Linked DNA regions of Mus musculus: region 1 is linked to region 2. A link is a contact called in public promoter capture Hi-C data. All regions are on one chromosome and are shown on one strand. The core of a region is the stretch at or near the end of the contact, and the rest is flanking DNA. Distances in the headings are between cores, read along the strand shown. Region 1 holds the start of D2hgdh (D-2-hydroxyglutarate dehydrogenase). Region 2 holds the start of Mterf4 (mitochondrial transcription termination factor 4).

Region 1 (3,967 bases), core at 127-2,626, 520 kb before region 2:
GTTGCATGTCTGCAGTTGCTCTGGATCTGTGATAACTCTGCCAGGTATGATGCATTCAAATGCAGCCAGGTCCTCCTCGGACACAGTAGAAAACGGCAGCCGTTGCACCGGATATCGCTCAGGGGTCAGCGTCACCTCTGGGCCGCCAGCTACCACGGAGTATGCTCTGTGAGCCAAGGGGCTGTACACACCCCGAGGGCAACCCAGCCGCTTCAACCCCACACAAGCTCTCTGGGTGTAGGTCCTCCTCCATCCTGGAGATGCCCAGAGGACCCTTGCAGACCATCTGGACACCAGAGGGAGCACCATTGTTCCTGCTCTTGAGAGGGGGCTGGGAGGGGGGGGGGGAGAGAGATTGAATTTGCGATTCGTAAGCAATGAAGCAATGAGAAAGCCCCACAATAACCTCTGCACCCCATCTGAAGTCACCTACACAAAGCCGCCTACAGCGGCTGTTCTCAACCTGTGGGTCGCGACCCCTTGGGAGAGTCACATATCAGACATAATGCACATCAGATTTTTTACATTGTGCTTCATAACAGTAACAAAATTAGTTATGAAGTAACATTGAAAACGTTTTATGGTTGGGGTTCACGGAAACACGAGGGTCCCAGTGGTCAAGGAACGTTGAGACTCGCTGGCCTAGAGAACAGGGCGGCTTGGGGCTGCAGGATGCAGAGGACTGGAGTCTTAGGAGGGTTCGGTTCTTAATGTTTCGCCCTGCAGTATTACAGTCCCGAGACTCCACTGAGTGAATACCTATGGGCGGTGCTGGCTCTCCAGGGCATTCATTGTATTTTAACTTTTGCAAGAAAAAGGAAGGTATCCCGGAATTGTGCACCCAAACACAATTGAAAGGAGAATTTTACATTTTACGTAATACTCTGCCACCAGTTTTACAAAACCTGGGTACATCAACAAAAAATGGCTTAAAAGAGGGAAGGGAAGGAAACCGGCCCGCACACTGGTAGCTATCCAGAAGAGGCCGCCTTCCAACTGAAGGCTCGCTCTATTTGGCTGCTGCTTCCGCCTTACCTGAGACGAAAAAACACAACACGACATGCGCAGAGCATGCGCATGCGCCATGTGTTGTGACGTCAAGGAGGACCAACTATTTGCACTCCCAGCCCACACGGCCCGTGGGTGTAAGTGAGAAGCGATGCGACTAGGTTCGCCCTGCCGGCAATCCCAACTCACACCTGACCTGTGCAATCACTTGACAGGCCACAGCCCGGACTGCACAGACTCAGACACCAGCACCCTCCACCCAGGAACTACAGCTAGCCCACTACGCACCCTAGCTTCCGTCCGAGTGCAAAGACCGAGTCCGCACCCGCACCCTGCTTCCCACCCCTGCAGAACCGTAGGCCTGAACTAGAGGGGTGGAGCGAGAGACTGCGCATGTGTGTCAGCCCGCCCTTCCTACCTCACTCCACCCTGCTGAGTGTGCCCCGCCCTTCCCAGACCTTCGGCCTTGTTTATGTTCCTGCTGACCCAACCTGAGTGCCCCCCAGGTCCCAAAGTGGCGAGTATCCTGCTTTGACCAAAATCCGACTCCACGCACTTTTCCCAACTGGCCTCATTGTGGTCCACCCGACTAGCCCCAAAAGATAAGCGGTCACATCTTCAGTTCACTGTGGCTTTTTCCGCAGGGGCCACTGTCACCCTTAGAAGCTCCTCTCTTCCCCAGGCATTTCTGTCTCCCTCGATCTCCTTCTATCGATCCTACGAATCTCTGCCCTCTTCCTCTCTTCCCCGGGCTTCCCGTCTCACCTAGAGTCACTGGTCCATCAGCAGACACGACTCTGCCCAACCCTCAAAGAAACAACAAAAGCCCGAGGCTTAACCATAGGGATCACAAAGGCCAGCCCAGCTCTACAGAGCATCCCTGACCTCCTGGGGCCAGGCCCAGCCACCCAGTCCTCAAGCAGGTACGCAGTAACTTTTAGCAAATCCAAGGCACAGAGCTGCAGCCCAGCAGTAGTTTTCCTGGGCTGAGTCTGAATTATACTGTCTCCCTTCAACTCCCAGCCCTAGGTAACAGGTAATTGCTATTTCTTGCAATTATTCTGTTACTTCAGCATCCCCCAGCTATATTCAGCTATAAATAACCCCAGTAGTTTCCATTTTGCTGGCTGGACAGACCTGGTATCTGAAACAGGGTTCATCTCCCAGTTTCCTGGGGCAGCTCCAGAAACTGTCACTTCTCCCAACTTAACCACTTCCGTTTCCCATCGAGGAACAAGCCTGGAAGTACCTTCTTTAAGATGTTAAGATAATTACTTTAGATCTCTGTACCAGGGAAGAGCAGGAGGCTCCTGAAGCTGAGGCAAGAACAGAGAGGTATAGTGGTGCCAACTAAAAGCCAAGGCACTGTGGTAGTCCTTGCAAACTGGATATAAGAATATGCTGGGTGGTGGTGGTGCATGCCTTTAATCGCAGCACTTGGGAGGCAGAGGCTGGCAGATCTCTCTGAGTTCAAGGCCAGCCTGGTCTACAGAGCAAGTTCCAGGACAGCCAGAACTACACAGATAAACCAAAAAGAAAAGAGAATGCAGCATTTAGGGATCAACAGCTACACAGTGTGTGCTGGGAGGGATCAAGGTACAGCTGTACCTCCAGAAGAGCAATTCCCTCAGGTCTGCTCACCCTCCCAGGTTTATCAGACAGGGGCATTGGGACATGGTTAACACATACTAGTTGAAAGGACATTCCAGAGGCTTCTACTGGGCTGTTTCTACCAAGTTGGCCCATACTCCATAGGCCACTGAGGGTATTTAGAAGTTATCAAGACTGTCAATGTACTGGACAGTTCTGTTAACTTGACACAAGCTAGAGTTATCTGAAAGGAAGGAATCTTAGTTGAGAAAATACCTCCAATACGACCCTCCCTTTAAAAAATAAAAAATGGCATTTTTGGGCTGGAGAGATGGTCCAGTGGTTAAGACTGCTCTTCCAGAGGTCCTGAGTTCAATTCCCAGTAACTCACAACCATCTGTAATGAGATCTGATGCCCTCTTCTGGTGTGTCTGAAGACAGTAACGGTGTACTCACATACATAAAATAAATCCTTTAAAAAAAAAAAAAGGCATTTTCTTAGTGATTGATAGGAGAGGGCCCAGCCCACTGTGGGTGGGGCCTTCTCTGGGCTAATGGTCCTGAATTCTATATGAAAGCAGGCTGAGCCAAGCCATGAACTCAAGCCAGTAAACAGCACCTCTCTATGGTCTCTGCATCAGCTCCTGCCTCCAGGATCCTGCCCTATTTGAGTTTCTGTCCTAACGTTCTTTGGTGATGAACAGTAATGTGGCACTGTGAGTGTCTCCAAGGTCATGGTGTTTTATCACAGCATTAGTAACCCTTAGACAATCAGTTACAGGCTCAGGAAAGACACCTACGTATTTGGTCCTTTTAAACACCCAGTACCCGATCACCAAAGCCAGCAGTATCTTGGACCCTTCCCCTAAAACCACAGCCTCTGACAAAGTGTTTCCCATGATGGATGCAAAGCTCGGTCTCATGCTGACCATGTTAACTCAGCACTGGCCAAGTAAATATCCAAGATGCCTCAGTAATGGATATGCCCAGATTCGCATGTGGAAGCCCTAGCCCCTAACCTGACTGGGGGCAGAGTCTACATGTCTGTAATTAAGGGTAAGCAGGGGCTTATGGCTGGGACCTTCAGGATCAGTTTTAAAGAAATCCTGGGGACTGGGGTGTAACTCAGTTGGTAGAGCACTTGCCTTGCATGCTCAGAGTCCTGTATCTCACTACACTGGCCAGCCTGGCTTGCAACTAGCTATGTAGACTAGGCTACCTACAGCTCAGGGAACAACCTGTCTGACTTCCCAGGTGTTGGGATTTCAGGCCAGAATTCCAAGATAGTCAAGGCTACAAAATGAGATAAATACCAGAGAATTCCCTTTCTACCCAGCGCCACACATACTGTCACATGGGCACAGTGAGA
Region 2 (3,854 bases), core at 1,218-3,717:
TCTGTCAAAAGATGTTTAAGCACTTCAGCACTAGATCATTGCCTAGCACAAAGCAGTTATGTGTTTATTGATGCAATAGCCAGATCCTTTTTCTCTGGAGCAGCCAATAGGCCGGCAAGAAATAGGTATGGCTTAGAAGTGGTGGAATCTAGGCAGCTGTTAGAACACAGCTTCTTTGTTTTCTTCCCTCCCCTTCTGTACTAGCTGGTTTTGTGTGTCAACTTGACACAGGCTGGAGTTATTACAGAGAAAGGAACCTCAGTTGAGGAAATGCCTCCATGAGATCCAGCTGCAAGGCATTTTCTCAATTAGTGATCAATGGGGGAGGGCCCCTTGTAGGTGATACCATCCCTGGGCTGGTAGTCCTTGGTTCTCTAAGAAAGCAAGCTGAATAAGCCAGGGGAAGCAAGCCAGTAAGTGACATCCCTCCATGGCCTCTGCATCAGCTCCTGCTTCCTGACCTGCTTGAGTTCCAGTCCTGACTTCCTTTGGTGATGAACAGCAATGTGGAAGTGTAAGCTGACTAAACCCTTTCCTCCCCAACTTGTCTCTTGGTCATGATGTTTGTGCAGGAATAGAAACCCTGACTAAGACACCTTCATGTCTAAGATGCAAATTCAGTGCATAGAGGTTGGTTTGGAAGCTTCTGGTGCTCCATCCATAAGTGAAGCCAGACCTCTGGGCTGGGAGGGCTATTGTCATTTTCCCTGTAATTTCATTACTTGGGCCATATTCTGTTTTTTAAAAATAGCAGACACCTTCGTGTGTGTGTGTGTGTGTGTGTCTGTCTGTCTGTCTGTCTGTCTGTCTCAAAGGACAGCTCGGTGGAGTGGGTTTGTGTCTTCACTTTTGCATGGGTCCCTAGAATCAAACTCAGGTCACCAAGCTGGTGTGGTCAGTGTCTGAATTCCTGAGCCATCTTGCTGACTAAACACAAGTCTGTAAACAACAGAACTTACCAAATACTTTTATCTGGGTCTAGATCTGTACATAACCATTTCAGGGAGAGTTTGGGCTGTCCTGAGAACTTATTGCTGTATTACAGTGTCCATCACAAACTACTTACCTCCTCTCTTCCTGTAAGCAGCCAGAGGTCATCTGCCAAGATGTTTCGCTACTCTCTTGACCCAGAAAAACCCCCCAAAATCATGCAAATCAAGAGGTTCAAACCTTCGTGTTCACTTTAAGAACACCCGGGAATCTGCCCAGGCCATCAAGGGTATGCATATCTGCAAAGCCACCAAGTATCTGAAGGACATCACTTTAAAGAAGCAATGTGTGCCATTCCGGTGTTATAATGGTGGAGTCAGTAGGTGCGCCCAGGCCAAACAATGCGGCTGGTCGGTGGTCAAAAAAGAGTGCTGAATTTTTGCTGCACATGCTTAAAAATGCAGAGAGTAACGCTGAACTTAAGGGCTTAGATTTAGATTCTCTTGTCATTGAACACATCCAGGTGAACAAGGCACCTAAGATGCGCCGACGAACCTACAGAGCTCATGGCCGGATTAACCCATACATGAGCTCCCCCTGCCACATTGAGATGATCCTCACTGAGAGGGAACAGATCATTCTAAAGCCAGAAGAGGAGGTTGCACAGAAGAAAAGGATATCCCAGAAGAAACAAGAAACAAAAACTCATGGCACGTGAATAAATTCAGCATAAAATAAATGCAGATAAAGTTAAAAAACAAACAAACAAACAAACAAACAAACCTACTTACCTCAAAGATGAGCCCAGGAACACAAATTTGGTTTTTCCAAAAGATTCTCCACCATGGATGAAGTTAGGTGAGATATTACTAGCTAGAGAATAAAGCCATAAATCAAGGCATTTACCAGACACATTGGTGGGGACCACAGATAGGAAGGATAAGGCAAAACTAGGAAAACACTTAACTCAGTTTTAGATATTATTTAGTGATGCTATTGGCTTTTGGATTGGTGAAAACCATTGTTGGTCTAGGAATATATTTTAAAGGTATTCATTGTCACAAAGCTGTTAAGTTAGACAGGTGGACGATGAATGGATTTCAAAAAGGCTAAGAATAATCCATGATAATTTGGTTTTGGTCTGCAGGATCCTAATTCCACAATCACAGCGTTATCTTATTTGGCCTTGTACTATCTTTAACACAGGTGATTGTTTTTTGTCATATTCTCCCCTCCTCCCCCGGCCCCAGTAAAAGTAGTTTCACAACAGAAAACGACGGTGTGCGCTTCGGGGTAGTTTGGTTTCACCTGTACTCTGAAGAGCAGTTTTAAAACCCAGGTAGTGTTGCTTGTTCCTGGCAGAGACCATGCAACCGAGTATGCCCAACTAAAGGGAGCTGCACCTGCAAGCTGCAGGTGCTGGGCACGAGCATCTGGGATCAAGGGCTTGGCTGCGGAACGAAAGAACGCCACACCCCGGGAGTTCGGCGGACACAGATCGGAGGCCGGACGTTGTGAGCCAGGAAGGACCGCCTCTTCCGGTCTCACAGTTGTTCTTCGCTTGGTCTCCATGGCTTCGCTGGGAAGGCAGGTGAGGTTGCCCTAGGTCCCGGGCTCACAGCGGCTGTTGGCGGGACGTTCAGGAGGCGCTGACGCTGGTTCTTGGTGTTCCGGTCTGGGCACCTTGTGGCAGTAGCGCTCCCGGGTGGCGTGTGCACAGACAGTGTGGCCCTCAGAATAGCTTCTGGCTTCTCCGGAGTTTCGGCTGTGTGCTGCCTAATGGCTAGGGAGGCCTGGACCACCACCAGCGGCAAGAGCGGGGTGTTTGAGACCATTCTGGCGGGCACCGGATGCTCTGTGCTTAATTTGTTATGTGCTAGTCCCAACACCTGGGGCTACTGTGTACAAATCGACAGATTCCTTCCCCCAAATATTCTTCTTTTAATGGAAGGGATCCTTGAAAAACAAAACAAAACTATCCTTTGTTGGAATGAAATTAGGTAGTGTACCTGTCTGGTGGCTAGTCTGAGGTTCAGAATTTTCAACCAAATACTATTGCTCGTGCCCTGTATCTTCAGTATGTAGATATTGCTTATGCTTCAATATCTTCAGTAAGTGCGGTCGTTTGCATGCTACTTTTATTCTTTGGAGACTTTTTAGACCCAGAGAAGATTTTACAGATTGTTTACAAAAACTGTTAGCTTTTGTGGGCCAAGGGTCAAGCTGAGGTTCAAGGTTACTGGCTCAGTAATCTTGTGGTGGTCATTATTCTGAGGTGGGACTGATTCTGTTTTTGCTCTGCCTTACAGGTTCCTGAGTGGCATCGTCTACTGGCCCTCTCCTGGGCCTGTTTGGTTAGGCAGACCCCTCATCTCAGAGAACAGAAACAGATGAGCCCTTCTTTGTCTTGCAAACTGACTACAGTGCCCGGTAGAGGAAGCTTTCAAGAGTTTTCCAGCATTACACCCCAAAAGTACATGCAGGAACCAGAAAACAGGACACGACTTGTTCAGTGTCTTCATGAGGAACAGAAGCCTTGTGTGGATCCTGAGTCCTTGGAGCCTGAAAAGGTCATCCGTTCCCTCCAGGACATGGGTTTTGCTGAAGCCCACATTCACAGCTTGTTTAGTATACAGCCAAGTGTCCATCCTCAACAGTTGCTGGGTATAGTTTCAGAACTCCTACTCTTGGGGTTGAACCCAGAGCCTGTATTTAATGCCTTGAAGAAAAATCCCCAGTTGCTGAAACTGTCTAGCATGCAGATGAAGAGGCGTTCCAGTTACCTTCGGAAGCTTGGCCTTGGAGAAGGTATAAGATGCAGCAGACTTTATAGAGGGAGAGGAGTCAGTTAGGGAGAAAATAGCTTACCCTAGCAGGGATGTCCAGCCTTTTGATAGTAAGGCATGGAATTGTCACCTACAAAT

Evidence for each region. Capture Hi-C pulls out chosen DNA fragments and counts their contacts.
Region 1: a contact with region 2 is called in a promoter capture Hi-C map of liver. The contact joins the promoter of D2hgdh here to the promoter of Mterf4 in region 2. A contact is called at or near these places in 1 of 115 datasets of contacts at active chromatin or transcription factors (thymic regulatory T cells) and 1 of 9 other capture datasets (liver).

Annotation. Positions count from the first base shown.
Region 1 is chr1:93,822,649-93,826,615 of GRCm38.p6, reverse strand. It overlaps D2hgdh (D-2-hydroxyglutarate dehydrogenase), which reads right to left and starts at 1,376. Exons shown (of 10, transcript NM_178882.4): 1 at 1,297-1,376; 2 at 1-331. The coding sequence starts at 309.
Region 2 is chr1:93,304,492-93,308,345 of GRCm38.p6, reverse strand. It overlaps Mterf4 (mitochondrial transcription termination factor 4), which reads left to right and starts at 2,467. Exons shown (of 4, transcript NM_178051.4): 1 at 2,467-2,521; 2 at 3,240-3,738. The coding sequence starts at 2,501. Gm28535 (predicted gene 28535) reads right to left here and starts at 2,382. Exons shown (of 3, transcript NR_151531.1): 1 at 2,239-2,382; 2 at 1,722-1,803. It also overlaps the pseudogene Gm7867.